7 separate regions of the Mus musculus genome follow, and regions 1, 2, 4, 5, 6 and 7 are each linked to region 3. Evidence: chromatin contacts called from public HiChIP or PLAC-seq and promoter capture Hi-C data. All regions are on one chromosome and are shown on one strand. The core of a region is the stretch at or near the end of the contact, and the rest is flanking DNA. Distances in the headings are between cores, read along the strand shown.

Evidence for each region. Promoter capture Hi-C pulls out the DNA fragments that hold promoters and counts their contacts. HiChIP or PLAC-seq counts read pairs in DNA pulled down with a chosen protein or histone mark.
Region 1: a contact with region 3 is called in an H3K4me3 HiChIP or PLAC-seq map of pro-B cells, with 6 times the contacts expected there. The contact joins the enhancer-like site here to the promoter of Slc35b4 in region 3. A contact is called at or near these places in 4 of 39 promoter capture datasets (embryonic stem cells, hippocampal neurons, liver and 1 more), 3 of 115 datasets of contacts at active chromatin or transcription factors (astrocytes, pro-B cells and stem cell-derived neural progenitor cells) and 3 of 9 other capture datasets (embryonic stem cells, liver and macrophages).
Region 2: a FOXA1 HiChIP or PLAC-seq map of pancreatic cancer cells shows a contact between it and region 3. The contact joins the enhancer-like site here to the promoter of Slc35b4 in region 3. A contact is called at or near these places in 18 of 39 promoter capture datasets (the 3T3-L1 cell line, 3T3-L1-derived adipocytes, the C10 cell line and 13 more), 21 of 484 Hi-C or Micro-C datasets (B cells, the Ba/F3 cell line, CD8 T cells and 15 more), 19 of 115 datasets of contacts at active chromatin or transcription factors (the SCID.adh cell line, cardiomyocytes, differentiating embryonic stem cells and 13 more) and 3 of 9 other capture datasets (adipose tissue, liver and macrophages).
Region 4: a contact with region 3 is called in a promoter capture Hi-C map of embryonic stem cells, with 2.5 times the contacts expected there. The contact joins the enhancer-like site here to the promoter of Slc35b4 in region 3. A contact is called at or near these places in 11 of 39 promoter capture datasets (the 3T3-L1 cell line, the C10 cell line, the HPC-7 cell line and 5 more) and 2 of 115 datasets of contacts at active chromatin or transcription factors (embryonic forebrain and embryonic stem cells).
Region 5: an H3K27ac HiChIP or PLAC-seq map of large pre-B cells shows a contact between it and region 3, with 8 times the contacts expected there. The contact joins the enhancer-like site here to the promoter of Slc35b4 in region 3. A contact is called at or near these places in 4 of 39 promoter capture datasets (cranial neural crest, hippocampal neurons, liver and 1 more) and 4 of 115 datasets of contacts at active chromatin or transcription factors (the NIH/3T3 cell line, embryonic hindbrain, extraembryonic endoderm stem cells and 1 more).
Region 6: a contact with region 3 is called in a promoter capture Hi-C map of hippocampal neurons, with 4 times the contacts expected there. The contact joins the enhancer-like site here to the promoter of Slc35b4 in region 3. A contact is called at or near these places in 14 of 39 promoter capture datasets (the 3T3-L1 cell line, the C10 cell line, the HPC-7 cell line and 9 more), 5 of 115 datasets of contacts at active chromatin or transcription factors (the SCID.adh cell line, astrocytes, embryonic stem cells and 2 more) and 2 of 9 other capture datasets (adipose tissue and embryonic stem cells).
Region 7: a promoter capture Hi-C map of liver shows a contact between it and region 3, with 2.5 times the contacts expected there. The contact joins the enhancer-like site here to the promoter of Slc35b4 in region 3. A contact is called at or near these places in 11 of 39 promoter capture datasets (the 3T3-L1 cell line, the C10 cell line, cranial neural crest and 5 more), 4 of 115 datasets of contacts at active chromatin or transcription factors (astrocytes, embryonic stem cells, extraembryonic endoderm stem cells and 1 more) and 2 of 9 other capture datasets (adipose tissue and liver).

Annotation. Positions count from the first base shown.
Region 1 is chr6:32,888,425-32,892,255 of GRCm38.p6, forward strand. All of the region lies in intron 5 of Chchd3 (coiled-coil-helix-coiled-coil-helix domain containing 3), which reads right to left. Among named protein-coding and RNA genes, the nearest start is that of Chchd3, 170 kb to the right of the region's middle. Within about 2 kb of position 1,352, at least 17 of the 459 cell types and tissues checked have an H3K27ac peak or open chromatin away from gene starts, as enhancers often do. A contact at or near this core is called in pro-B cells, where this site is marked.
Region 2 is chr6:33,040,928-33,044,526 of GRCm38.p6, forward strand. The region is part of intron 2 of Chchd3 (coiled-coil-helix-coiled-coil-helix domain containing 3); the gene reads right to left. Among named protein-coding and RNA genes, the nearest start is that of Chchd3, 18 kb to the right of the region's middle. Within about 2 kb of position 2,159, at least 25 of the 459 cell types and tissues checked have an H3K27ac peak or open chromatin away from gene starts, as enhancers often do. A contact at or near this core is called in muscle stem cells, pancreatic cancer cells and trophoblast stem cells, where this site is marked.
Region 3 is chr6:34,175,369-34,178,780 of GRCm38.p6, forward strand. It overlaps Slc35b4 (solute carrier family 35, member B4), which reads right to left and starts at 1,686. Exons shown (of 10, transcript NM_021435.3): 1 at 1,410-1,686. The coding sequence starts at 1,486. It overlaps Gm13855 (a long non-coding RNA gene), which reads left to right and starts at 1,680. Exons shown (of 3, transcript XR_868963.3): 1 at 1,680-1,854; 2 at 2,837-2,996.
Region 4 is chr6:32,835,355-32,839,282 of GRCm38.p6, forward strand. The region is part of intron 6 of Chchd3 (coiled-coil-helix-coiled-coil-helix domain containing 3); the gene reads right to left. Among named protein-coding and RNA genes, the nearest start is that of Gm32007, 180 kb to the left of the region's middle. Within about 2 kb of position 2,002, at least 26 of the 459 cell types and tissues checked have an H3K27ac peak or open chromatin away from gene starts, as enhancers often do. A contact at or near this core is called in embryonic forebrain and embryonic stem cells, where this site is marked.
Region 5 is chr6:33,092,834-33,096,340 of GRCm38.p6, forward strand. No RefSeq gene overlaps it. Among named protein-coding and RNA genes, the nearest start is that of Gm22321, 5.8 kb to the left of the region's middle. Within about 2 kb of position 2,083, at least 21 of the 459 cell types and tissues checked have an H3K27ac peak or open chromatin away from gene starts, as enhancers often do. A contact at or near this core is called in hippocampal neurons, where this site is marked.
Region 6 is chr6:33,002,865-33,006,547 of GRCm38.p6, forward strand. All of the region lies in intron 3 of Chchd3 (coiled-coil-helix-coiled-coil-helix domain containing 3), which reads right to left. Among named protein-coding and RNA genes, the nearest start is that of Chchd3, 56 kb to the right of the region's middle. Within about 2 kb of position 2,032, at least 10 of the 459 cell types and tissues checked have an H3K27ac peak or open chromatin away from gene starts, as enhancers often do. A contact at or near this core is called in hippocampal neurons, where this site is marked.
Region 7 is chr6:32,948,726-32,952,554 of GRCm38.p6, forward strand. All of the region lies in intron 4 of Chchd3 (coiled-coil-helix-coiled-coil-helix domain containing 3), which reads right to left. Among named protein-coding and RNA genes, the nearest start is that of Chchd3, 110 kb to the right of the region's middle. Within about 2 kb of position 2,461, at least 7 of the 459 cell types and tissues checked have an H3K27ac peak or open chromatin away from gene starts, as enhancers often do.

The DNA.
Region 1 (3,831 bases), core at 102-2,601, 1.3 Mb before region 3:
TATCTCTGCAGGGTGTCAGGTTCAGCTTCACCTGTGGAGGCCTGGCTGGAGGAGAGCTCTGCTTTTAACTCCTGTGCTGAGTCTGCCTTCTCACACTGCATGGCCATAGGGAGTTTGCCACTAACCAAATGCACTCACAACTGCTCTAGCAGGGAAAACAGCAAAGGTAGGGTGTCTGTCTGTCTGTCTGTTAGTTAGTTAGTTAGTTAGTTTGTTTGTTTGAAGACCAGTAAGTCAATTTATTATTTCACCCTTTCAAATAGATTTTCACATTTTTGTATCTCAGATTTTAGATTCTATCCCATGCTACCCTGGTTTCACTTAGTGAGATACTCTACAGTGGGAGACTTCATCTGTTAGTAAAATACATAACAGTGTCTCCCCATATGCAGTGCATCAGGTTCACCATAACCTACTCTGTTGTCATTTCTCACACTATCAGTTATCATGGTTCCCCTTCCTCTAAGGTAACATCGGTAAAAATATCAAGTGACAAAAAGTGACTAAATCCCATCACCAATTAATCATACAGATGGGCCCAACATTTTCTGATGCTGCAGAAGACATGTCACCCACTGGAAGTGAGGGACTTCAAAAGCCATTTCTCATTTGATGGAACTATGACCTCAGCAGTTAATTAGTAACTCTCCCCAGGTGGCAGGCCAGTAACTTCCTTGTGGTAACTTACTTTTTCACTGTTTTCTTTCCCCTGTCCTCTCTGCCACGTTGATACAGTTCCCTTCTGTGTTAATTCTAGGTGGCTCATTACAAAGTGTAAGCATATTACTACTGAAAGCCTGGAGTCTATAAACTACAAGTAATATGTGCCACACGACCAGGCTGATCTTTGTACTGAGCCTACACCTCATTAAGCTCTCTGTTCACCCTCAGCTCCTAAGGCCACCAGGGCTTTTACACTTCCCCTGTATGCTGTGCCAAACCCCATCATCCTTGACAGAGCCAAGAACAAAGTGGTTGATTCAGCAAAAAGAATTAATTGAACTTCACTGTAAAAATTAAAAAGTTATATATGCATGACATTGGAACCCTCAAAGGAATCAAGTGTTCACGATGTCCTTGGGATACAGGGACTTTTATCCTGGAAAGACTCTAGATAGGAGAACCTTTGTGTTCTTCAGTTGGTGACAACCTTAGAACCAATAAACTCCTGGCAAAAAAATACATTTTCCTTAAGAACGTGTCAACAATCCACTTCAAACAAATTATCAGTCAGAACTGTTTAATAAGAAAAAATATGTTTTCTTTCCAGGAGGCACAATGACCTGACTGTCCTACAAGAGTAAAAGTGTGCAGACACCTCGAGGGTGTCCAACTGCTCAGACGGCTACTGAGTCCTCACTGAAAGGGAAAGCACCAAATGCAGACCGGGAAGGAACTTGGGGACTGCAGCGTACGGCAGGTTCAGGTACGGAAAACATTCTTTCTTCCTTTCTGTAAAAGTTTCTTTGAAAGTGCCAAATCCTGAGGAGGACATGACACATTTTTGAGTGTTTAGCTCAATACTTTCAGGTTATGAGAAGGCAATCATCCAATGATGAGATCTGATGCCCAAGAGTTGTACTAGAAGCTAGAGGTGCTAACTCGGCACTCAAAGAACTAATACTGTCCCCAGATAGACTAAACAACTTAAGCATAAACTCATACATTTTAAAGACAGCAGTGTCCTGGCCCCCAGCACTGTTGAGGCAGCCGACTCAAAACCAGATCTACTGATAATAATCTGGCTTTGTATTCTGGGGGCAAGCTGCTCTCAGCTTCAGGATATTCACAGAGTGGGCAGCTTCATACAGTTACTGTGAGGATAAAATTAGACAAAATATAGTATGTGTCTAACAACATACATATTTAATCACAATTATTATATAATGTACAGTTATCATTGAGAGCTGTGAAGCAGTATAGACGTGTCAATTAATTATACACCAATAAAATTGTGAAAACAGAAAAAACTGCCCAAGGGACTTAGGCCAGTTGTGTGAGAACACTGAGCAACCTTCTCTAGAGACTGCTCCAGGCTTCCTCTGGGCAAACTGTCAGCCAGGAGTTAATATTATTCTGGTCTCTGAAGCAAGAGTCATACTCATCCAGCTCCCTTTGGGCCATAAACCTACACACGAGGTTTTTAACACTCTCAAGAGTTTATAGTCTCATCTATCCAAATACTAACGGGAAAGTCTGTGATCTCTGACTACTGGGAAATGAGGACCTACCTGTGAAAGTTTTAATAGCCATGATTTGGAAAACTGCTTCCAGGAATAATAAAACTGTAGTCTAGGGAAATTACACTTATTAGTGAAGCCTCACACATTAGTGAAGGAAGAAGAGTATCTCAGACCCTCCCTGGTGGACACATCTGGGAAGAGAAGAGACTTGACTCATGGCAATCACCTAACTGGCAGGGTTAACTGAAATAAAACCAAGTAGCAACTGGGCAGTGTTACAGAACAGAATGTGCGGCACACGCTCAAACTGGCTAGTTCATAACTGCTGACCTTCGCACCAAAGTGGATATTAAAGGAGTAAGGAAGCAATCATGCAAAGGTGGGACATACATGCCAACTGTGCCTAGCCTGCCGTAGCAACAGCTTTGGAATGGTGTCCTAAAACTTGTTTTGGTTTTAGTGGTCCACAAGAATATAAGGCCTTACACAGAACTCTGTGCTGAATGCCCAGATCCTTACAGGACTCGCTGAGTCACATTCTTCACTGGTAACCGAGTATTGACTTGAAGGTATCAATTCATGTGATTAAAGGAAAGGTGTGTTCAAATCCACATTTAATCCACAGCAACCTGGACTGCACTGTAAACACACACATCCTATCATGTTTTCTTATACTAAGCACTATCCAGTTCCACACTTTTATATTTTTAATGCCAAGTATGTTCAGAAGTCTATTAGAAATGCTTATACAGAGCGCCTTCACAACCATTAACAATATGAAAAAACAACAAACAAGCAAACAAACAAAAACAGGTTTTACAAAATGACAGACTGAATATTCTTTATGTAATCATAGATGAAAGATATGCCCTATGATGAAAACACCTCAATTTGATAAATTCTTGCAAATTTTCAAAGAGCTGTCGTGTTATCTTTTATTTTGTCAGGGGCATTACTTGGTGTCGAACATGAGGTGTTAAGCCTGCTACCCAAGCACTATTTAGATTCTTGCTTTAGGTTATTCTAATAAGCCAGTGATACAAATATTACTTCCTCTTAACCGCAAAAGAACTGGAGAGGGCAAGAATTTCATTACAGAGCCTGTGAAGGACAGATGAACGATGCCACAACGGGTCCAAGTAGCACTTCTACAAACTGACCTTCATCCGTGTTAGGCTCACCTGATGGCTGAGAAAATCCTAAGAATGGTCTTTCTATATGTAAATGCTATTTTTAAAAATTTTTATGATGTGAAAATTATGTAAAATGTAACCTTCCTTCTGTATATAGTCCCTTTCGTTTCCACATTTCAGAGGGAGCGTTAGGAAAACAGAAAGGGCCCACGCGAGCTAAAATACTTACTGAGGGGATGTCATCACTCATTTCTCCTCAAAATCATTGCGTGTCACATCTATTCAACAAATCATTCCCAACCAAACCCCTTACATACTCTACCACTCATGTCACCCTCCATTGATACCTGGAAACCCAACAAGCCAATAACACGACCACACAAAATGAAGTTCTCAGAGACAAAAGGCCTACCATTTTAACTAGGTCACTGTATAGTTATGACTTCACTTAACTAGGAAAAGGAACATTAGTGCTAACTTTTTTTTTTAAAACAAATATATGGGCAGCTACAGAT
Region 2 (3,599 bases), core at 909-3,408, 1.1 Mb before region 3:
GAAGCAAGTGCCCTCAAGGAGGTCCTGATAGAACAGAGGAGAAAACAATGATTCTCTGAAAGAGACTAATCAAAGTACAACTAGGGAACTGCACATGAGATGCTGCATACATGAGAAGTACAACAGAGGCTGTGGGTCCACAGCCTGGGGTCTACCAGGGTGGTTACCAGCCTGGGATCACTCACAGGGTGGTTCTGGGAAGAAATCTAAAACGGTATGTAGGACTCCTCCTGATAAACTTGGGTAAAAAGTAAAGTGGGGTGGGGTGGAGTGGGGTGCAGTGGGCTTCACAGTTGGGGGAGTAGTGCGGAGACAGAACAGAACAGCACAGTCCACACCCTCAAAGGGACAAGTTCAAGGACACTCAGAGCTTCAATTCTGGCTACATGAAAAGAAGTTAGGCATGACAGAGGAGGGTCTAGGAGATGACAGAAAAAACTAACCGAGGCCACAGGGTGTTACAGGACCATGATGGTTGTAGATTTAGACTTCCTCCTAAGAGGGAAGAGGAGCCTCCCACATCTTCAACCAAAGAATGGCATTATTGGTTTCATCGAAATGAAAGATTTCTAGGGCTACGCTGAGAACAGGGAGGGAAATGCAAGGCTGAAGGCAGGGACCACAAGCACAAGATGGTTTGAGCAAAGCAGGGGTAAATGACTGGCCAGACTAAAGCAGCGACACCATGATGGAAGAAACCATAGAACCTGACATTAGAAAGCAGACAACATAGAAGAAAGCTATGGAGCTTCTAACCAAACTCAAGAGGAGAAAGTCAAGGTGTCCTCAAGATGGCAATGACAGCGGAGCAGGCCTAGAGCAAGAGCAGCACTACTGCCAGTGTGATAAAGCTGGGAAGTGCCACCACCACCCTGAGTGCAGTCTGGCTTCAAGAGACCATGTACTTCAGTACCCCACACACACACACACACACACACACACACACACACACAGAGGCCAACATGCTCCTTCACCTTCCACCTTTACAGTAACCAAAGTGTTATCAATGTTACCTGCAACCAAGTAATTTCAGGCTCCAACCATTGGCTGCCAGCTAATTAGAGCACATAATCAACTATCCACTCACTCAAGGGAACCAGGAAATTGTCTCAAGTATGCTCCCAAGGCCTTGCAAGATCCTCCAGTACTGTGACAGCTGTCACCAAAGTGTCGAGTAGCCCTAGGGATAGAACAGGTTTAAAAGAAAACTTATAAACAGTTACTGTTGCACCCAAGCAGCAGGGACATGGCCTAATACAGAGCACTTCAGCGACAGCTGGACTGTCAGGGAGACAGGAAAGGGAACAGGGAGAAGGAAGATTCTGGGTCACATATCACCTTGTTTTTAAAATGTTTTTTAAAAGAAAAACATCACCAACAACAATAACCTATTATTTGGCTGACAGCTGGAAAGTGAATGGATTTATTTTGAATATTTCCACATACATTAGGAAAATGTACATTTGAAACTCCACTGGGCATTTATTCTAAGAGATCTGGGCCTTCCCAATGATGCCCTATAAAATCTGTCAAATTCCAAGAAATACTGTAAGATTGTTAATTAGGCATTTATTTTACAACTGGCATATAAAATTTGTCAGATAGCATTTCTATATATTGGTCTTTATTCTCCATACTCCAAAAGAATAGTTTATACAGACAATGTCTTGCATTTTATAAATCTCGACACAGAATTACAAATTCCTACTTTACAGTTTTTGCCTCTAATAATTTCTATGATTTATCCACAAACAGTTCTGAGAAAACACAACCCATTCTTATAATCACTGTAGACTTAGTATCCAAAATCTACTGTAACAAAAATAGGGTGTTCTCTTAAAATAGCTTCTTTTTCCTATAGTCCTTGAATGAGCAAGTAGCTGACAGAACTCCAGATACAGGAGTGTGGCTCCTGCCATTACTCCCGCTCAATCTTCACATCCAGGCACCCCATGCTGCTGCTGCTTCTCAGGAAGCCACTGGTCCCCATGCCACCTATAGGCACTTATACATGGTAAATTACACAGAGCTGGTCTCTAGGTAGAGACCACTTAAAATTTACTAAGAAGCAGCAGAGCCAACAGTTAATACACTAACAGGAAATCACCAGGCAGGGAACAACTGCAAAGTATGACTCAGAAACATTCCAGAAAGTACTAAGCTTTGCTCTGTGATTCCCTTCCCTATGGCACTCTAGCTATCGTGTGTGGGAACCCTCTTGCACTGTCTTCAGACTGTCCTGAATATATAAATGTCCTAGCCAGGGATTGGCTGCTACATTAAAAGGCTTACATCTTACTTGTATGTTCAGATAAATTGGTTTTAAGCTTTTGCTGGTTTCTTAGAAGAAAATGCAAAGCCAAGAGTAATGAATCAGACAACACCAAGGTGAATGGGCCAGATGAGGAGATAAGGACTGAAGCAAGGATCATCATGACCCAGCCATACAGCTTTGTTATCAGGTCACCAGGTCCCAAGGCCCCAGGATTTACTATACTACATCTACAAAGAGCATAAAACAGACCCTTTCCCATGTGGTTTCCAACCCACCCTTTCCTTATCCTGCCAAGAAACCACTTGTCTCTGTCACTGATCTACTGCTGGGAAAAAAAACGCCACAACTGAGGCAACTTGCATAAGAAAGCATTTCAGTGGGGTTTGCTTACAGTTTCAGAGGGTTAGCACACAACCAAGCAGCACTGCAGCACGCACGCAAGCATGGAGCTGGGGCAGCAGCTGAGAGCTCATATCTACCCACAAGTAGCAGGCAGTGAATGAGCGAGACTTGGCTGGGCTTGGTTTTTTGAAACCTCAATGCCCATCCCCAGTGACACAGCTCCGCCTACAAAGCCACACCTCCTAATCTTTCTAAACTGTTCCACAACTAAGGACTAAGCACTCAAACACATGAGCCTATGGGGACCATGTTCATTCAAACCACTCCATTATAAACTCGTCTTACTTCACCTGCTCAAAACTCATCTGTTAAAACCCGTAGTGCCACACAGTTAAAGCCCTCACGGCTTCACACAGTTGAGGACATTTCTATTCTTTTTCTTCTTCCTTACAGTGCCAAATAAGGACCAAAAAAAAAGCCTTTTTTTTTTCACTTAACAGGAAAATGATCTTATTTTACACAATGGTAGAATATACATATTCTTGCCACCCTGATTTCTTTGTTAAATATAAAAATATCAATGAAAAGAATCACTTTAATTTTAACCATAAGAACCATTTAATAAATAAAAAAGCTTTATTATTAACATCTGGAAGTTCATGAAGAAGGAAGCAACTAATGAGATGTCCTAATCTTGTACCTTAGAATTAGATGGAACTCTTCAGTAGTTGCCAGGACCACACTGGACGAAATGAAACTCCTTATCTTCTCCAGCCTATCCCTACTGGTTAGGCCCCAAACCTCATCAGAATCAATCTGCTCTATCACTGACTCTACAGGGGGTACCTGCCATATTACGAGCCCTCAGATCCCTTTTCCTGGAGGTCTGCCTCAAGTCCACATGCCTTCATGGCAAGTCACACTTCTGCCCTGCTTCTTTCTTTCCTATACGCCCTCCAGCCTTGGGTGCACACTCTCATCT
Region 3 (3,412 bases), core at 436-2,935:
AAAATCCATGGGGATGAAGCTGTTATCACCCACCCCTCTGATGGTTGAGAAAAGTGTTTTAGCCAAGAGCTCACAAGCTAGAACACACAGGTTTCACATAATTTAGTGGCATATTCAATGCAATTATCTGACTTTGTTTCTATAGCTAGCCTGAATATATATCACTTTCTTATTTAAAAATATATTAAATAGATTGAATTCCAAAGTTTTCTGCCTTTGAAGTGTATCCAGAAACTTCTTTTTCATTTTCATCTTCCTGTCCACTCCCAAGACAATCGATCTTCATCAACACTCTGCATAATAAAACGGTAAGCTCTCTAAAAGCAAACTATAACACATACAGACTTGATCATAAATAAACTGCTTACTTCTGAAGGATTCAAACCAACAGTATCAAACAGGATAAATTTCCAACAGACATCACACCATGTTCAAAACTCAAGTTCAAAAATGGAAGGCATCTGGAAATGTTACTGGGCTAGGAGCTTAGACAGATACAGTCCAGCCCATTTTTGCTCTGCCACTTCCAAATAGTGAAAAGATGCCCAACTTTGCATCTGTTTCACTTTCAACAAAACAATGTAACTCTTGGTCACAGGGTTGCCCTAAGCAGTATATAGATAGAAACCTGTAGCTAGTGACTCTGAACTGAGTATTGAACTGTCTGAAAAAGGAGACCGAAGCTCCAAACCTTAAATAACTAACTGGAGCTGTTTAGTCCTAATCGTTTTCCAGTTCATCTCCTGTCTCTTTTCTAACTTCTGCCTACTGAACTTTGCACATAGTTACCCAACGTTATTTGCAAGACACCACACCACAAAGCCAATCCTGTTCCCAATCTACACTTCAAAGAGCACGCTTCTCAACGAAAGACTGTGATGTGCGAAATGCCCAGGGACCATGGTGACAGCTCAGTTGTTATCTGCACCACATCACTCACATATGAGTCTAAGCCAAGTGCTCACAACCATCTATCTCTACGACCAACAAAAACAAATGTTTCGCAAAACATGTCAACACACACACACACACACACACACACACACACACACACACAAAACTTTCTGTGAGAAAAGTTTTGCTCCAGACAGACACGTGTCATTCATTCACTGGTCAGCGAAAGGTGCTAGAGTTGGATGAGTAGTAGTTGGAGAGGGTGCTCCTAGAGACCTAGGATCGGTCACGTGAGAAAGTCTCCAGGCTTCAAACTCCCCAAAGTGTGGCTTGGAGATGCCGACAGCAGCACTCTGGATGTTCCTGTCACCTGGATGCTAACGAATGGAGGAGTGCCAGGGCTGCAGAGTAGCTGACTGCGTGGGTATCCCGTGCAGCGCACTAGGGAGGCGGCCAGGGCTAGCAACCCCGGACCAGCTTCGAGAACCCGGGCGCGGCCCGAGAGGGTCACTCACCGGGCCAGCAGCTCTAGGAAGATCACATTACTGCAGCAGCCTGCGAACACCAGGCCCACCGCGAAGGCCGGGCGCATGGCCGGTGCGGGGCACGGGGAGCCAGCGCGCAGAAAAAGCGCCCTTTCAGTTCGCTACCCTAGAAAATCCGCGCGCAACATCACCACCGCCAGCGGTTCCCTCCCTGAGGGCCGTCTTGATCAACTCTTCCTCCGCAGCTGCCACCGACGCGGCCAGACCAGGAGCTGTAGTTCTCAGTCATACCCGGTCCCATTCATTTGAGGGGGCGTCCTAGGGCTAACCAAACTACATGTCCCAGCAGACCGCGCGCCTTTACGGCAGGCGTGAAAAAAACAGGCAAGTTTCCCCCGAAGGCTCGCGTGAGTCGGTGTCGCACTGCCTTCTGGGAAATGAAGTCCCAATGCTGTTCGTGTTCAGTACCATAAAGGTTGGAATGGGATTCAACGAAATAGCTTGTGTGCTCCCTGTAACTGACTTCTCATTAGAGTATTCTAGCATCTGTAACAACTCACCTGCAACTGAGAGAATGTAGAAATTCCTGTAACATCTAAACCGAATTCTAGGACAACAGCGAACCTAAAAGTTTTGAGATTGAGCCTTGGCTTAAACTGCCTGTTTAGAGCATTGGCTTAGTACTCCACTCTCATCACAGGGGAAGATAGGCCTGTCTTACTAATAGTTGTTGTAGAATAGACTAATACAGTAAATGTATTGCTTTATGTCGTGATTTTTGTAGAGACACTGAACACATGTCTTGTGCTGGCATTTTGCCAGCTTAAGGTGCTCATTAAATATTGAATTTAACTGATAAAAGGCATTCTTTTTGCCATAGTTCTTGTTTCTAGTCTCCTTTGAAAGACAGACATTCCCAATTTCAGAATGCACTAGAGCTTATTGAAAATTCAAAGTTCAGGACCACAAATAAAAATTGTGCTCAGTAACCATCATTTAGAGCATGCAGGCGCCAGGATTCTGATGAGATCTCTGGGTCACAAGTTGGGGAAGCCACTGGCAAGTTAGTTGTGAATCTTGAGGAAAACTTCGGAGTGTTTATGTTTATCCCCTAAATTGCCTCCCATCATGTGGTGTCACTGCTGATGCAATCACACGTATGAAGGGGCACAGTTCTGAGCAGTAGCACTAGTCTTACATAATAGGAAGAAATAGGGCTGTTAATTCATCGCATCTATGAAAAACTGGTCTTGCTAGGTGTACAAACACAGAACACAAAGGCACTGGCCTATGTACATAGTTGATGGTCACCATGCAGTCTTTCTTGCTATTGCTGTTGAATCGGAGTGAACACCAAGAGGCTCAGTAACTGATGCCACAAGACTTCAGCTGAAGGGTAAAAGGCACGTGCTTCCTTTCAACACTTAAATGCTGACGTGAGCATTGTATGTGCGCAGCATATGTCTTTCAGGTGCGCTCAGAGGCCAGACAAAGGCATCCGATCTAGAGCTGGAGTTTCAGAGGTTGTAAGCCATTCCCTGAGTGCTCCAAGTTGAACCTGGGTTCTCTGCCAGAGCAGCCAGTGCTCTCAACCACAAAAGCATCTCTCCCATCCAGGTATGGCCAGTTTTGACTGGAGTGCTTGAACGTTGGCATTCTCAGAGTTTCCCCGGGTGATTTCTGTAGCTGAAGCTGAGAGCTGTTGAGGAAGGGGAAGTACTTAGAGGGACGGAGTCAGTGACATCAGTAGGTCATCTTTAAAGTGTCACCTCAGCCTGATTAAACTGAAATCCATAGGGAATGGAACCCAGGATCATCTGTCATTGAAACTCCAAGGCTGGGAAGCCTCACTTTGACTTAGTTCAGTTCTCAAGCCTGGCTACATGATAGAGCCACATGAGAGACTTTAACAATTTGCTGAACCACGAAACTAAGCCCAAAAATATCAGAGCCACTGCCAACCAAATAAGGAAGACACCTAAGTTTGATGTCTAAGCGGTGACATCTGTAGATGCTTCTGGCTAGAGAAAAGC
Region 4 (3,928 bases), core at 752-3,251, 1.3 Mb before region 3:
CAAACGGCCGAACACCCACCCCATGATCCTAGCTGCACACCAGGGCTAACTGCTTCTTTCCTAGGTACAAATTATATACCAGAGAGCCAAACAAAAAGAAACTTCATCATCTGAATGTAGGAATACCTCTCACCCCCAAAGTCCCCTGCTCTCTATGGAACACTGACTAACCCTGCAGGAGGCAATCCACCTGCCCCATCTGCTCCCTCTTACAGTGTACTCAATTTAAAAAGTTTTCTTTTTTTTTTTTTTTAAAGAAAAATCTAGTATTTTTCATACGGAAATAACAAATTATTCTACAATGTCAGCTCATTTAATACATTTGGTTGTATTCAAAGTTATACAATAAATAAAAGACTGGTTGTCCAGAAAAATCAGATCTGAATATGTACTATGAATTTGCTCCCAACATATTTTCCTTGTGGCATGTAGAATTTGGTTAATGAATTCTTAGGGTATCATTCAGAAAGATGGTAGTTGGGCACATAAACAGGCTAATATACTCCATTTCAACAGGCCCCTTCTTTTCCAAAGGTCCAATGTTGCCAGACAGCATCTCATGAACCAAGTCTTTGTTAAATTATTTCCCACACTTTGAATCAAACTATATCCTCTTTCATTCACACAAGACCTTAAACTTAGAAAATATGATACAATATATGATTTTATGATTGGATATTAATATAGGAATAGTTATAATGATGTAATAAATTACAATGACTTTATATTAATAGAATTGTATCTGTATGTTCAGTTGAGAAAAGTTCTCTTTTAAATAAACTAATTGGACCAAAGCTCCAGCATTAAGAGTGGCAACATAGTCATATGATCCTGTGCAAGACAGAGAGAAATGCTGATTCTGGTGGGTTTTGTGGTTGTGGCTATGGCTGTAGATGTATGGCATATTGGGGTAAAGGTTTGGATTAAGCGGGTTGGTGATTGGAATGATAACAAATACAATACATATATGCCCAACACATGTGACAGAAAATTCTAGCAACAACAAGCAATCAAAACTACATGATTTTTATGCAGTGAATCATGGGGTGCCAAGAATAGGTGACAGATAAAAACACTCCCCAGTAGGTAGAAATTTTGGTTGCACTTACATATCCTATCAACTCTGTCTTTGAAAGTAAGAATTTAACCCCTTCAAAGTCTAAGGCCAGTGTTCCTTTATACCCTCTTGTGCCATTTGATCTCCACTGTTTCTAGCATTTGAGTTCCTTATGGAAAGCAGTTTTCCCTGTTTGCTTCAGAACATGTCAAAGTTAAAAGAAACAGTCTATGCCAGCCACTTCCACAGATAGCCCGTCCCCTTTAGTGTTTTGCTAGCAGCTTCATGCTTATATTAAAACTTTTAGGCCACTTCTTATATTCTAATATATAAAACCATTTGGCATGCAATGAGGTACAGTAATCAAAATTGTTCTTGAGCAAATATCTAAGACCTCTGGGGGTTGGAAACTGGAACTTAACTTTCCAGTGCAAATAAATTAGCACCTCAAAGGGACTCTTGGTGGGATTCTTTCCCCCAAGAAAAGCTGCCTTATGAATACCTTTAAACAAGAGATCTACATTATAGAGCTCTTTACTAGGGGAGGGCGAGCCAATGGGGTCAGGTGTCAGAATTTACTAACAGACAAGAACACCCAAGATACACCACAGATGAAATTGGTCTTCTGGCAAAAATCCAGTATATCAGACTTATAGCTTCAAAAATAACACAAAGTGGCAATCCCCACCATCAAATTCAAACCTTCACCTAAGTAGCAACAGAATATTTGGTTTCTGCTTTTTATCAACTAACCAGGACTGCTGAAGGATAGAGACTGAAGACTCACTACTCAAATTCTCCTTCACTTTAGCATCTTTTGTGTTGTAGAAACACCCGCCCCACAAAGAGAAGAGCTGTGAATGACAGCAGCACCAAATGAGCTGGAATGGAGGTGTTATGAATGTGAATCAGCAAGGGCCACTGCAGAAAACAGCAGCATCTGGGCGTGCAGCTTGCAGTGGAAGGAGACTGCACCGCCCACATGCTGGCACCCACTTTGACCACTTCATCTTGCTCAAGAGCTCTGCTGGGGAAACAAAGGTGAGAGGCACTGCCCTCTAGCCCATAGCCTGCACAAACAAGGGACACGGGATGGGATCAGAAAGCGATCCCTTTTCGTCTTCTCCTTGCCAACACACCCCCTTCCCAGACCTGATGGGTTTCTAGCTGGGGGCTCAGCAGATAGCAGGCTGAGCAGGCTTCTGCCATATGAAGTGTTGTGTCTGAACATGTCGACAGTAATTGGCAATTCATTTTTCATCCTGAAAGCAGAGAACAGGTGTAGGCTAACTTCAAACTCCCAGTCATGAACCTTGCTGAGTGCCTCTCTCACCCAGCAGCTTTGCTCAGATCTATGCTGGTAGCAGGCTGGTGGTCTTCAGAGTCATGATGCCAAGATCTGCCTCACAAATAAGCATTTGTGTAGTTACAGAAGCACAAGAGAACAAAATGAGGGAAAAAAATTCCAACACAACAGCAGCCCCCAGCCTTTCTGGTGTAAATACTGTAATTAGCAAATAGCTGACTTCTTTGTGATTGTAAGATCCCCACAAAGCACAGTGAACACAGCAAAAAAGGAGTTTCAGTGCTTAAAAGAGAATAAAGCCAGATATATCACCACACAGAATTCTTTGCCAGCTTCATCCAGAAACACTAGCTGAGGTGACTTGTGAATCAGAGCCAAGAGCAAAATCTCGCCTTAATGAGCACATCTATCAGTTTCCAGGGGACACAGCTGATTACCAGTGCTGGGATACACACTCACACAGAATGAGAGTCTAACTGCAGGCCAATGAAAAAGAACACACACAAAGTAACTCAAGGCAGCCATGTGAGCAAGTGGAGGATGGTGGGGATGCTTGGCGGCCCTGTAACATGGAAGCATGTGTGCTTTTCTGTCAACATGTAGAGAAGGGCCAAGATGCAAGCTTTTACAAGTTTTCAAGCATTCTGCCAGGCCTCAGTAAGGAAAACTGCTGCCTGGATCATTATATGAAAATGTATTGGTGCTGCTCACAGTAAGAATGTTTTATTTACAATGACTGGTTTCAAGTCCCCCTTAAGAGGAAGAAGTCAGTGTCCCTATTTGAAGGTGACAAGACACCCAAAGACTCCATCAAGAAACTTCTAGAATTGATAGACACTGGCAGGTGACAAAAATCAACACACCCAAATCAGTAGCCCTCCTAGACACCAAAGACAGGACAGAGATAAAAGTGCCAATTCTACTCACAATAGCCCAAAGAAACAAGCCAGCCTAGGTATGCCTTTGAATACACCTGATCAAAGAATTGAACAGCCTATACAACAGGAACTAAACCTCTGTAGAAAAAAACTTTCCCTTTGCTGTGAAGACACCAGCAAAGGGAAAGACATCCCAAGCACATGGATTGGTAGGGTAAATATGAAAATGGCCATCTTACTTTCCGTAGTAATCTAAAGATTCAAAGTCATTCCCATCAAAATTACAATGTAACATCACAAAAATTGAAAAAAAAAAAAAACTCCAAAAAACAAAAAACAACCCTGAAAATCCATATAGAAGTACAAAAGACCACAGAAAGCCCAAACAATTCTGAACAACAACAACAACAACAACAACAAAACTGTTGGAGGTAGCACTATTCCTGATATCAAGTTATCCTGCAGGACTGTCATTGTACTGGTACAAAACAGACACATCGATCAAGTAGAATTGCAGACCTAGATATTTGTGCATACCATAGCTATATGGATTTTGACAGATGCCAAAAATACACATCAGAGAAAAGACAGAATCTTTAACAAAGGGAAAACTGGATATATGCACAGAGAGAAACGAAAAAGAGCCTCCCCCCACCAAATGCCAAATCAATTCCAAGTGGATCAAAC
Region 5 (3,507 bases), core at 833-3,332, 1.1 Mb before region 3:
AACAGTAATCAATCCAGCAATCCAGCAAAGGCAGCAGCAGGGACAGCAGTAGCTGCTACAGCCTCAAGGGGCTCTGGCATTTTTAGATCCTCTCAAGAGTCCCCAGAATTCCAAAGGTAAACTGTTTTCAGCTGGCAGAATCACACCCCCACCAGAGCACGGGACAAATCACAGTCAGCTGCTTCAGTCTGAAGCAGTCCATAGCTCACATCTGGGTTTAAAACAAAAGCATATTCCTATAACATTACTGGGTTTTTAAAGAATTCAACAATTTTATGGCAATCAACACCTTGGTTTCCTTTCAGCCTTTCCTTGCCTCTCTCCTTGTTTCTGTATCTGCTCCCTCTATATGGTACTGCCCTGTGCTCAGAGCCTTTCTCACATGCACATAATATTTATTTGTTCACTTATGAGAGGGATTGAATCCAGGCCCTATACATGGCAGGTAAGCTCTATTTTTTGATACAGGGTCTCTCACTGGCCTGAAACTGGAAATTAGTGTAGGCTGACTGTCCAGCAAGCTCAGGAATTTCCTTGTCTTTACCTCTAGGAACTGGGAGTATACTCATGTGCCCTCAGGCTGGCTTCTTAAGCGGGTGCTGGGCATCAAGCTCAGGTGCCCACGATTGCATGGCGAGCGCTGTACCAACTGAGTTGGTTCCCTAATTCCTTATTCATTTACTAATTTATTTATTTATTTAAACATCACTTTGTAGCCAGGTATGGTGGTACGTGCCTTGGGAGGCAAAGGCAGGCAGATCTCTGTGAGTTCAAGGCCAGCTTAGTCTACATAATGAGTTCCAAGATAGCCAGAGCTACATAAAGACCCTGTATCAATACCAAAACAACAACAACAAACAACAAATCACTTTCTTTGTATACGATGTGTATATGAGGGGCATATGTTCACACATGAGAGTATGTGTATGTCTGTAAGCATGTGTACCTGTGCCACAGCTCACATGTGGAGGTCAAAGGACAGTCTTGGGCTCTACCAGTCACCATCTTCTACCTGGATTGAGACAGGTTTTCTCAATGATCTCTGCTGAATGCACCAGGTTGCACGGCTCGCCAGTTTGCTGGAATTCCGTCTCCACCTTCTGTCCCACCAGGAATGCTGGAATAACAGACACATGCTGTCACATCCAACTTTACGTGAGTTCTGGAGATCCACACAGGTCTCCATGCTTATGTGACAAGTACTTTAACCACCAAGCCATCTCCCCATGTCCCCTCCCCATTTGTTTTAACTTTATTTCTGTCTTTTCCTTTCATCAAAGTAGACAGTTTTCATCTATTTTCTTCACTAAGACTACATTGCCCATAGTAGGTATGTAGAGAATGCATGAAAACCCTGGACAAATACATTTCTTCCATATTTATTACCTGTATGTGACTGTAACTATGTATTAACTTACTGCCACTTCTGCTATAATGCATATTACTTTTTTCCTATAACCGCTATCCCAGGCCTGACACACATTTGATCAATATTTGTTAAATAGATAAAAGAGGACCAAGCTTCCACTCTGCCAGGGAAAACTTTGAGGTTACACATCCTGTTGCAAATACACAGAGCAAATAGGTGGGAAGCACATAGTTAGACTCTAGGTCTTTTGTATCCCCAGTGTCTCTCCTTGGAACTATCCAGCTCTGCCAGAGTTAGTTAAAAATCCGCCTGGGTTTCCAAGTATGCTGTACATTCCTTGAGACGAGGACAATGCACGAGCTGCTGTGACGGTCCCATAGTGCCCAGCCAATGCATGGTATCCATCACACTTATTCAAGAGATGTTTGTGGTTTGAGTGCTCAATAATAAAAAAAGAGAGAGAGAGACAGAGAGAGTGTGTGTGTTGTTAGCATTGTTTCCACTTTTAATGACAGAAATGATAATAACCTCCCAGCAGTGTGCTTTAAATAGGTTCAAGACACTGAAACACAATTTTAACAGTGTCTTTCATCAGCTCATTCCCCGGAGAGATGAAATGAGCTCGTAATGAGATTCCTGCAATGAGTCAAAAAGCAGGGGGAAGGGGTACAGGGCTGGGCTGCAGTCAGCACAGCTGCTGCACTGGCATTTGGGAGTCCGATTTCCCTCTGGTACTCAGAGCTGGCCTCGGGCCGTGGGGGACAGACAACAGCAGCAAGCCAATGCTGAGCCTGCCTTCTCTCTTCTGGGCATCATCCCTTCAGGGCCAAGCTATCGGCAGTAGAGAACTGGTACAGAACGGATCGTTGACTCTGAATGCATGTCCTTTACTGCCAAGCTCTCTCTGAATCCCCCCACAGAATAGCACACTGGTCAATTGCCAGCAACACAATAGGTTATTTCTCCATAAGACACTGTTACAAAGACTTTTTGAAAGATAAAATCTCACCTAGATCTGCCTGATACTGAAATTACAATGTAGCTAAGGATGACCTTGACCTCCTGATCCCTCTGTGTCTGGATGCTAAGGGCCGAGATGACAGGTGTGTATCACCACACCTGGTTTGTGAAGGCTCCTATAATGTTTCCCCTGTGAATGTGTCAGAGGTGATTGACTTGGAAGTACAGGTTAACACTACTGAGCTTTAAGTTTTCATATCATGTACTGGTCAAGAGATAACATATCAGGGCCCATAAAGGCCTGACAAGTCACTGGATAAGGTGAGGGAGATTTCCATCGTGTCTGGTCTATAATCAGCATGGCACTAGGAAAAGGAACAGAGAACATGGGGGAAAGGGGAAAGAGGCCACCTAAGTTCTTATCCGGGGCAGTAATGCCACTGTTCATGCTGGAAAAGGCTTCTGTCTGATAGGCTTCCTACTCTTCTGTCAGAGCTCACCCAGGGGATGCTATACAAAGACAAACGTTTTAATGCTGTCCTATCTAGGTGCTAATTATCAACTTGACAGGGTCTAGAACAGCAGGTCTCAACATATGGGTCTCGACCCCTTTGGGGGTTGAAGAACCCTTTCACAGGGGTCACACATCAGATTTTCTGCATATCCAATATTTACGTTATGATTCATAACAGCATCAAAATTACAGTTATAAAGTAGCAACAACATAATTTTATGGTTGGGGGGGTCATCACAACACGAAGAACTGTGTTAAACAGTTGCAGCATTAGGAAGGTTGAGAACTACTGCTTAGCATTGCCTAAGACACAAATTTCTGGGCCTATCTGTGGAGGATTATTGAGAGGATGTTAATTAAAATACAAACACCCACCCTAAATGTGTATGAATAGGGTCTTGGGCTTGTATAGGAGGCCATGCTTCCCTCTATAATGATAGTGGACTAACCCTCTGAAACTGTAAGCCAGCCTTACAGTTTGAAATGTTTGCCTTTGTAAGAGTTGCAAAGACACCTTGGTCATGGTGTCTTCATAGCAATGGAAACCCTAAGACAGACCCCGTTTCTTGAGTGCCCTGTGGCTGTCATGTCCATTCTATGTTTCACGTTCAAATGTCTATGTCTCATGTTTCAGCTATGGTGCAACTTTACCTTCGTACCACGG
Region 6 (3,683 bases), core at 782-3,281, 1.2 Mb before region 3:
AGAGGCAGGCAGATTTCTGAGTTCGAGGCCGGCCTGGTCTACAAAATGAGTTCCAGGACAGCCAGGGCTATACAGAGAAACCCTGTCTCGAAAAAACCAATCAATCAATCAATCAATCAATCAATAAATGCCCTGTCTCGAAAAGACCAATCAATCAATCAATCAATCAATAAAAAGAAAAGATGTTATGTTGGCTAATAGTTCTGGAGATTCAAGGCCACAGCACCCAACTTAACTTCATTGCACTAAAGCTACTGCTGACACCATCTCAGAAAGAACATACATGAAACAGTGAGGTCACAGAGAGCAGCCTGGCCTGGTTGGATTTCACAGCAGCTCACTGCTGCAAGCCACCATGGGTCCCATGAGACCACCTTAGTTATTCTCAGGATGTGAGGGGCAGTACCTCCCTGCTGTCCACAGCCTATGCACATATATTTTTCTAGGTCCCTCTCAAAGCTTCTGTCACCTCCCACCTTACAACATCAGAAGCCAAGTCTCCAACACAGGAACTTTGGGGGACAAACTATATTCAAGCCCTGTCTCTTCCAGAAAGACAGTTCTAGTCAGTATTTTCCAGGCCTGGTGATTCATTCCATTGAAAACTATCTGTGAGTATTTTCTGATTTTAGAGATAGAACTTTAGTACATGACTACTTACATAGCTTAAACATGGCCATAACTCACAAATCTGTTTGTCTAGCCAACTCTTCCCTCCCCTGTCTTTCACCTTTTTCCTCCAAAGGCTGGATGTATCTGATAATAAAGTCAGAACATATTAAACAGAATGGGTTTAGACAGAACGTAACATTACCATGAGTTTCACTATCACAATGAACTAAAAGATACAAGAATGTCTCATGTCCCAATTCTGGCTTCCATACCACTATCAATGGGAAAAGTAAGTGAACTATGTTATGCTTTCAAGGAGACAACTGATAAAATTTATGATTAATTTATTTAACTAAATTAAGCTCCAATGGATCTAATATAATTTTCCAAATTACTAAAACTGAGGACAAATCTCAACTGATAGCCATTTAAAAATAGCAGGCAGGGAGTCTCTCAGTTGACAGACAGCTAGCTTCACAACTGGATGCCGACTCCTTTTTCCTTCCTGATTTCTTGAAGAAAGGTTATTAAAGCAAAACACTTTCACTTGCCTTTATAGGTAAAGAGGTGAAATTTGAATGCCAAGGGTCAAAGGTCAGGAGTAGTCACATTTTTCTTGCTGTCAGAGATTGGCTTTTGGAGGCAGGACGAGGGGAAGTAAACCACATCTTAGAAGATTGTGTTCAAACTGTAGCCTGTCCTTGTGTGTTGTGCCCTTGTGACATTGGTGTGCGGTAGCTGCCAAAGCAGTATGGCCAACCTCAGCCTACATACACAACAGACTGTCCCAGGAAAAACAGGCTGGCTCCTGTGGACCCTCAGCAGCAGACCAAATGACTGTTGCATCTATTAGATGTTTTAATGAGCTCATGCAAATTAGACAAAAGAATTTAAGCATGGAGGCTCATCATCTGTAATTTAGAAGCATGATCAGAAAACTACCCCAGTGCCCACAGATCCACAGTACAGTGAATGGAAAGTCCATGTTCAGATGTGGTTGTTTGGTTTTGGTTTTAATTAGAATATAACACAGGTTGCTGCAAAACTTGTACTCAGCTCTGCTGTCACTATGGTACTAACAAGAAATGTCTCATGGGGAAAGCCAGCACAAAGGAACAGAACCTAAAAGAAGTGGGGGTAAATTCTGAGTGGCTAGAAATCTCTTCAGCTTACATGACTTTGTCTAAATGTGTGTGCCATGACTAGTCAGAACAGCAGAGAAAGGGCATCTGCTCTGGGAGGAAGGCAGGGCAAGCCTGCCAAGGTGCCATGCAATCTGATGGATCTCATAGTCTGGCCTGCAGATGGGCTGATTTTACCAACACATATTTTTCCACACTCTCACATGCCTAATGTACCTCCTGACTGCAGAGAGGCAGTCCTGCCTCGGGTGTCATCGCCTGCACAGAGCATCAAAATTTGCAGAAGTGGTGTCAGCAGCTTGGAAAACTCCCAGAAGTGGCAGTGGAGCAATCCCTTAAGGAATGCTATGTTGCCACGGTTTTGAGGATGCTGAATATGATACTACATGGGAAAACCAGGACATCAGGACTGAGCAAATGAATGGAAGGAGTGAAGCCCAGTGTGCAAAGGCCTGAAAGAGGCTTGAATCCTGGGACCTCACTGTTGGCACAACTGGCATTTTAGCCATGAAATGCTTTTTGTCGGGGACAAAAGGTAGCAAAGAGCCCATCTTAAGAATTACATGATCTTTAGCAGCATCTTGGGTACCATCTACTAGATATGATTTGACAGGTGTGACAGCCAAAAATGTCTCTAAACATTGTCAAATGTCCCCTGGAGACCAAAATGCCCCCCAGTTAAGAACCACCACCTTAACCAGTTTATTTTGCTTACAGGAAGAATTTTTTTTTCAAAATTAGTCTTAATGAGGTATTTTAATAAGAAAATCAAAGAGATGAAACATTGGATCATAATCTGCAGCCATTTTCTTTTCTCAGTAGAACATCTTGAAATCAACGGCATCTTCAACTCAGGTAGATTCTACCACCCACTTCCCTTTAAGGAGCCCTCATCTGTGTCTCCTGCTGAGAAATGGCTTCCTTTCTCCTGCAGTCTTAGCCAGTTCCAATTTTCCCTAGCTAGTGGTTTTTCTGTCTTCCTTTTTGAACTATCAGGCTTCCCAAGTTAACCACAGTTAAGATTTGATCTTTTGGTCCAAAGAAATCTCCCTGAAATAAGGTGATGAGTTAAGCTGTCCTGACAGAAGACAGCTCTGCTGCACAGTTCACCAGCCTGTTGACTATTTCTTGCTTCTCCTCACCACTCAGACCTGGCAGAGCACAGATACAAGTGCGTATTCCTGGATTGTCTCTGGTTTTGAATGAGCTTTAAAATTTGCTCAAGGAAAAGATTGCACTTAAAGAGTTGACCATTTTCACCACACAGAAATAGGGACACTTGAGAAGAGAGCAGGGCGCAACATGGCTGAACATTACACAGTGCACATGTCATTAGAACATTCAATACTCTGCATCAATTAAGAACTAGTATGTGGAGTTATAATAATTCTACAAAGAAATATATCACTTTTTGGAAATTAATTTCAATGTCCTCAAACATATGTATTTGAAATTTACTTGTCTGTGTATCTTTGTTTGGATCTCATACACTTGAGAACTGGTAGACAATTCTGTGTGCATTTGAGGAAAAAGAAAAACCTAGGCCATCAGGACTTGTGCAGGTGACAATGTAGGAGTATGGAGAACCACTCTGAAGAAAAGCTTACAATAAGCCTTCACTCAAACTTAGGCAACAGACACACCAATGCCTAAATGCACTGCTACTCGAAGATGCCGCTTTTAGAAGACTGAACGGAAAGCTTTCTTAATGCTTGTGCTAAAGTTTCTTCGCTGATGAAGAACAAAAAAGGAAGAAGGTGGGGAAAGCTATTGATTCAGTCAAGTATCATATAGAACACACACTTTTCGCCAAGATTTGACAGCTGGAGGGTTGTTATAAAGAAAGCTTCAAACAAAACATTTTTAAAGAAAAAAATAATAACATAATAGCTGCTCTACCCTCTGCTCTCTAAAACGGTGACAGAAAAT
Region 7 (3,829 bases), core at 1,211-3,710, 1.2 Mb before region 3:
GCATGAAATCTGGAAAGCATTTCCAACTCCTGAAACTATCAATTTTTAATAGTCTTTTAAAAAATAACATATACAAAATGAACAAATGACTTCATGCAATGTCAATGTTTCAAGAAAATAATAAAAACCAAATTCAGACCTTGGCTCTAATTAAACGAGAAGTTTAAAAAAAAACATATTACTTGCTTCCCAACCACTAATAAAAATATTGGAAAATAAAACGTCTCTATAGGGGTGAAAAGAGCATTGGATGAGAAGTGTTCTATCAGTATTATTATAAAAACCATGTAAGGGTAGCATGGAACAGCTAAAGAGCCATTACACAGAAGGAAATATATATATATATATATATATATATATATATATATATATACACACACACACACACACATACACACATGTATTCTAGAAGTACATGCGAGTTTCTGTATTTAAATGCTCTTTAAAATAATTTTTTATTTAAAATCATCACAGTTAATGTGATTTAATTTTTAAAAGAAAACAAACCCTTCCTTTCACTGGACAGTATAGGGAAAAGACAGAGCTTAATTTGTTCATAGCAGATTTACTTCCCACAACTAACTGGATATTTAAAGTGACACACCTTTTTCTTTTCTTTTATCTTCTCTCTTTTTTTTTCCACATTACTGGTATTCATCCATTTAGTTATGGGAAGTGTGTGTGTGTGTGTGTGTGTGTGTGTGTGTGTGTGTATGTGTGTAAAAACCAGTTTTCATCTTATAAGAATCCTATCATTTCCTGGCTGACTACAAGACAAGAGTGTGAGATGCTGTACAAAAACACTGGGCAGAATAAGGCTTATCATGGGATTAATCCCTTAACAAAACCCAGCAATTTGTTTTTTTAATTTGTAAATTAAACCTCTTTATTTTAAAAAGTGTTTTATTTAGAATGCTTAAAAAAGTAATTCCTAGGTAGTACGTTAAATGTTGTGAAATGCATTATACTTTGTGGTGTGTTGCTATGCGGTTTGGGTTTTATCAAAATTACAAAGGGGAATGAAATCCATTTGTCTACATTTAAAATTCCTCATCTCTACAACTCAATATTTTTCCTTGATGCATTCTAAATGCCCTAGTAGAAATTATTTTGAAAAGAAACCATTAAAGGTATGCTAATGACTCTGAACTGTGACAGATGCTGTGGGAACAAGCCTGATGGCGGAGGCGCAGCACCATTAACTATCTATCATAAAGTACTCTGGACTTGCTCATTTGTTACTGCTGTGTAGCTCAAGGGGGGAGGAAAACAGCAAGAGTTTCTTTTTCTGAGGCAAAAATCATAAGCTGCTCACTTATTCTAATGTCATGATCCCTACTGTTTATCTGCATGATAATTAGGAAAATCAGAAGTAGTGAAATATTATTTTAACGTGATTAGAATCAAACCACTCTAAAGACTAAGGAGAAAGCCCCAAATGCTTCCTTGGTGGGCCTCCATTGTAACATGCTAACTGTATGCAAAACGAGTTCTGACTTCACGGATGATTGCTAATCCTGGAAACAAACACTGTGTGTGTGTGTGTGTGTGTGTGTGTGTGTGTGTGTGTGTGTGTGTGTGTATTAAAGGTAAGTACAACAACTATCTAAATATTAGCAACTCCTGAACTGAAGCAGCCATAAGCAGGTATGACACCTATGGCCAGTCTTTAACATAATATCGAGTAAAAAATTATGTGCCCCTAAGGGAAAGCGACAAGGAAAGGGAGTGAGGATATGATGGGCAATGGCTGCTGTATAACACGTTTAATACACATTGTACATGGAGCTGACTCAAAACCCAGGCCTTAGTCCAAACAAACACTCTTGCTCTCCTAACACCACAACTGTCCTGAATGCCAGGCCGCATGAGGAAGCATCAGAGGGAAGGAGGACGGGTAGCCTCTTCTCTCTCGCCCTCCTCACCCAGCTGTTTACAGGAGGACCACGAAAGCCCTGCGTGCCCAGCTCCACCTCTAGTCTACACTAGTGCATGTGTACTTTCTAACAGCTCATAAAGGGATTTATCTTTACTTCGCACATACTGAGCCCTGGGCACACTGGGCTCACAAGGCACACACTCTACAACTGAGCTACAACTTTAGGCTGCAACAGATGACAGTCTGTCTTGTTTTAGTTAAGTCTGGTCTTGTCTTGTTCTTTTTGCCAGTATGTATTAAACCCAGGGGTCTCTTTCACGTTGGACGACTGAGCTACAATCCCAATTACTGACAAGGGACTCAAATGACTAGATAAAACTTGAATCACCCCCAAATCATACAGCTCTCCCTTTGGTATCTGCATCCATAGTTGCAGGAGAGCACAAACCAAGTACAAGTTGGCTACGGATTTTAGTGCAATCCATGAAGGAAGGGAAGCACAGCACAGGATTCAACACTAAACAATCCACCCAGGAAGGTAGCACTTAAGTGTAAGGGGGAAAGTACTCATGCCGGCCATGAGTGGGTAGATAAGTGACTCGTTCACTTTCATAGCAAATACAATGAACTTAAGCAGTATGAGGCTAGCTGAGCATGGGTGCCTGATATAAAGTATTACAATACCCAAGGCTCAAAATCTGCACTAACAGTTTGCCAAAGGAGTCACAATATAGACAGACTACAATAAAATCAAGGGCTCGTTACTCAACGATTTTAAATGTCCACCTTCTCAATAGCTGTTGGCCCCTTGGCAATAAAGAAAAAATGAGAATGGGAGGTGACAGTGAAATACTGCATCTTTTATAAAGACCTTTGAGATACTCCAAAGAGGTCTCTTATAGCTGTCTAGAAAATAGAGACGTCAATGTAGCCGTTAAAAGCATGTGGAAATAAACTTGGTATTACATTCAACACCTCACTTCATTTTCCCATTTGCTGCCTACTCTGGCCAGTGAACAGACTATTTAAATGGCAGGTCCTTCGTTTATATATAGAAGCCCAAGAATTAATGTCATCTGGGCTCTTCATCACAGGAATTCCTTGGTGACACTCCATAAAAAGAGCTGTAGGAAGTCCATACTACATAATTTCTAACAGCCTTCCTAAGTGATTATAACCTTCTCAAATGTTATGCATTTAATAGATTGCCAAGAGGCAGTCAGACTTCATGAAGACTGTGAAGATACCAAGTACAGCATACAGATTCTGGGCCTGTCACCTGTCTATTTCTAAGGAACTGTGTCCATGCACAGTGAGGTTCCTGCATTCAGAAACACAGTTCTACCATCTTCCATACCATTCATAAGGGCTCCTGGACCTCATGTTCTATTGCACAGAGAAAGTCTTGACATCTGCTTACTCATAGCTGCACAGAATGAATACAAATCACCATTATCCCAAGGTATGGTCTAGGGACCAGTCAACAAGCCTCTCAGTTGCATTTCCCCACTCCTACTTACCATTTTTAATCTGCTAGCTATCTCAGGGGTCATAGGAAAGACTATTCTCAAGTTCTAGCCCTTACGGGAACAACAAAATTTCTATCCAGTAAACAATAAAGAGTGCCTAATTGTAAACAGAGTACTGAAATACACGTATACTGTTTATTCCACCCCAGCAACAAACTCATTTATCAAACAAACATGGAGGAAAGGACACAGACAAGGCAGCCATATTTTCTGGCTTGTCTGGAATATCCCTGTTTCTCTGTGTACCCTCATAATGATTAAGAGCCTCCTCTTACCCTCTCACTCTGGAAACCTTATATTGTCACCTAAGCTATGAGAAAATTATGATCAGTGGTTTCTGGGAATAGACTGAAGGCTATGATCTGAATTAGGAAATCAGGAAGGCTTTAGAAGTACCTATGCTATGCTCCAACCTAAAAGA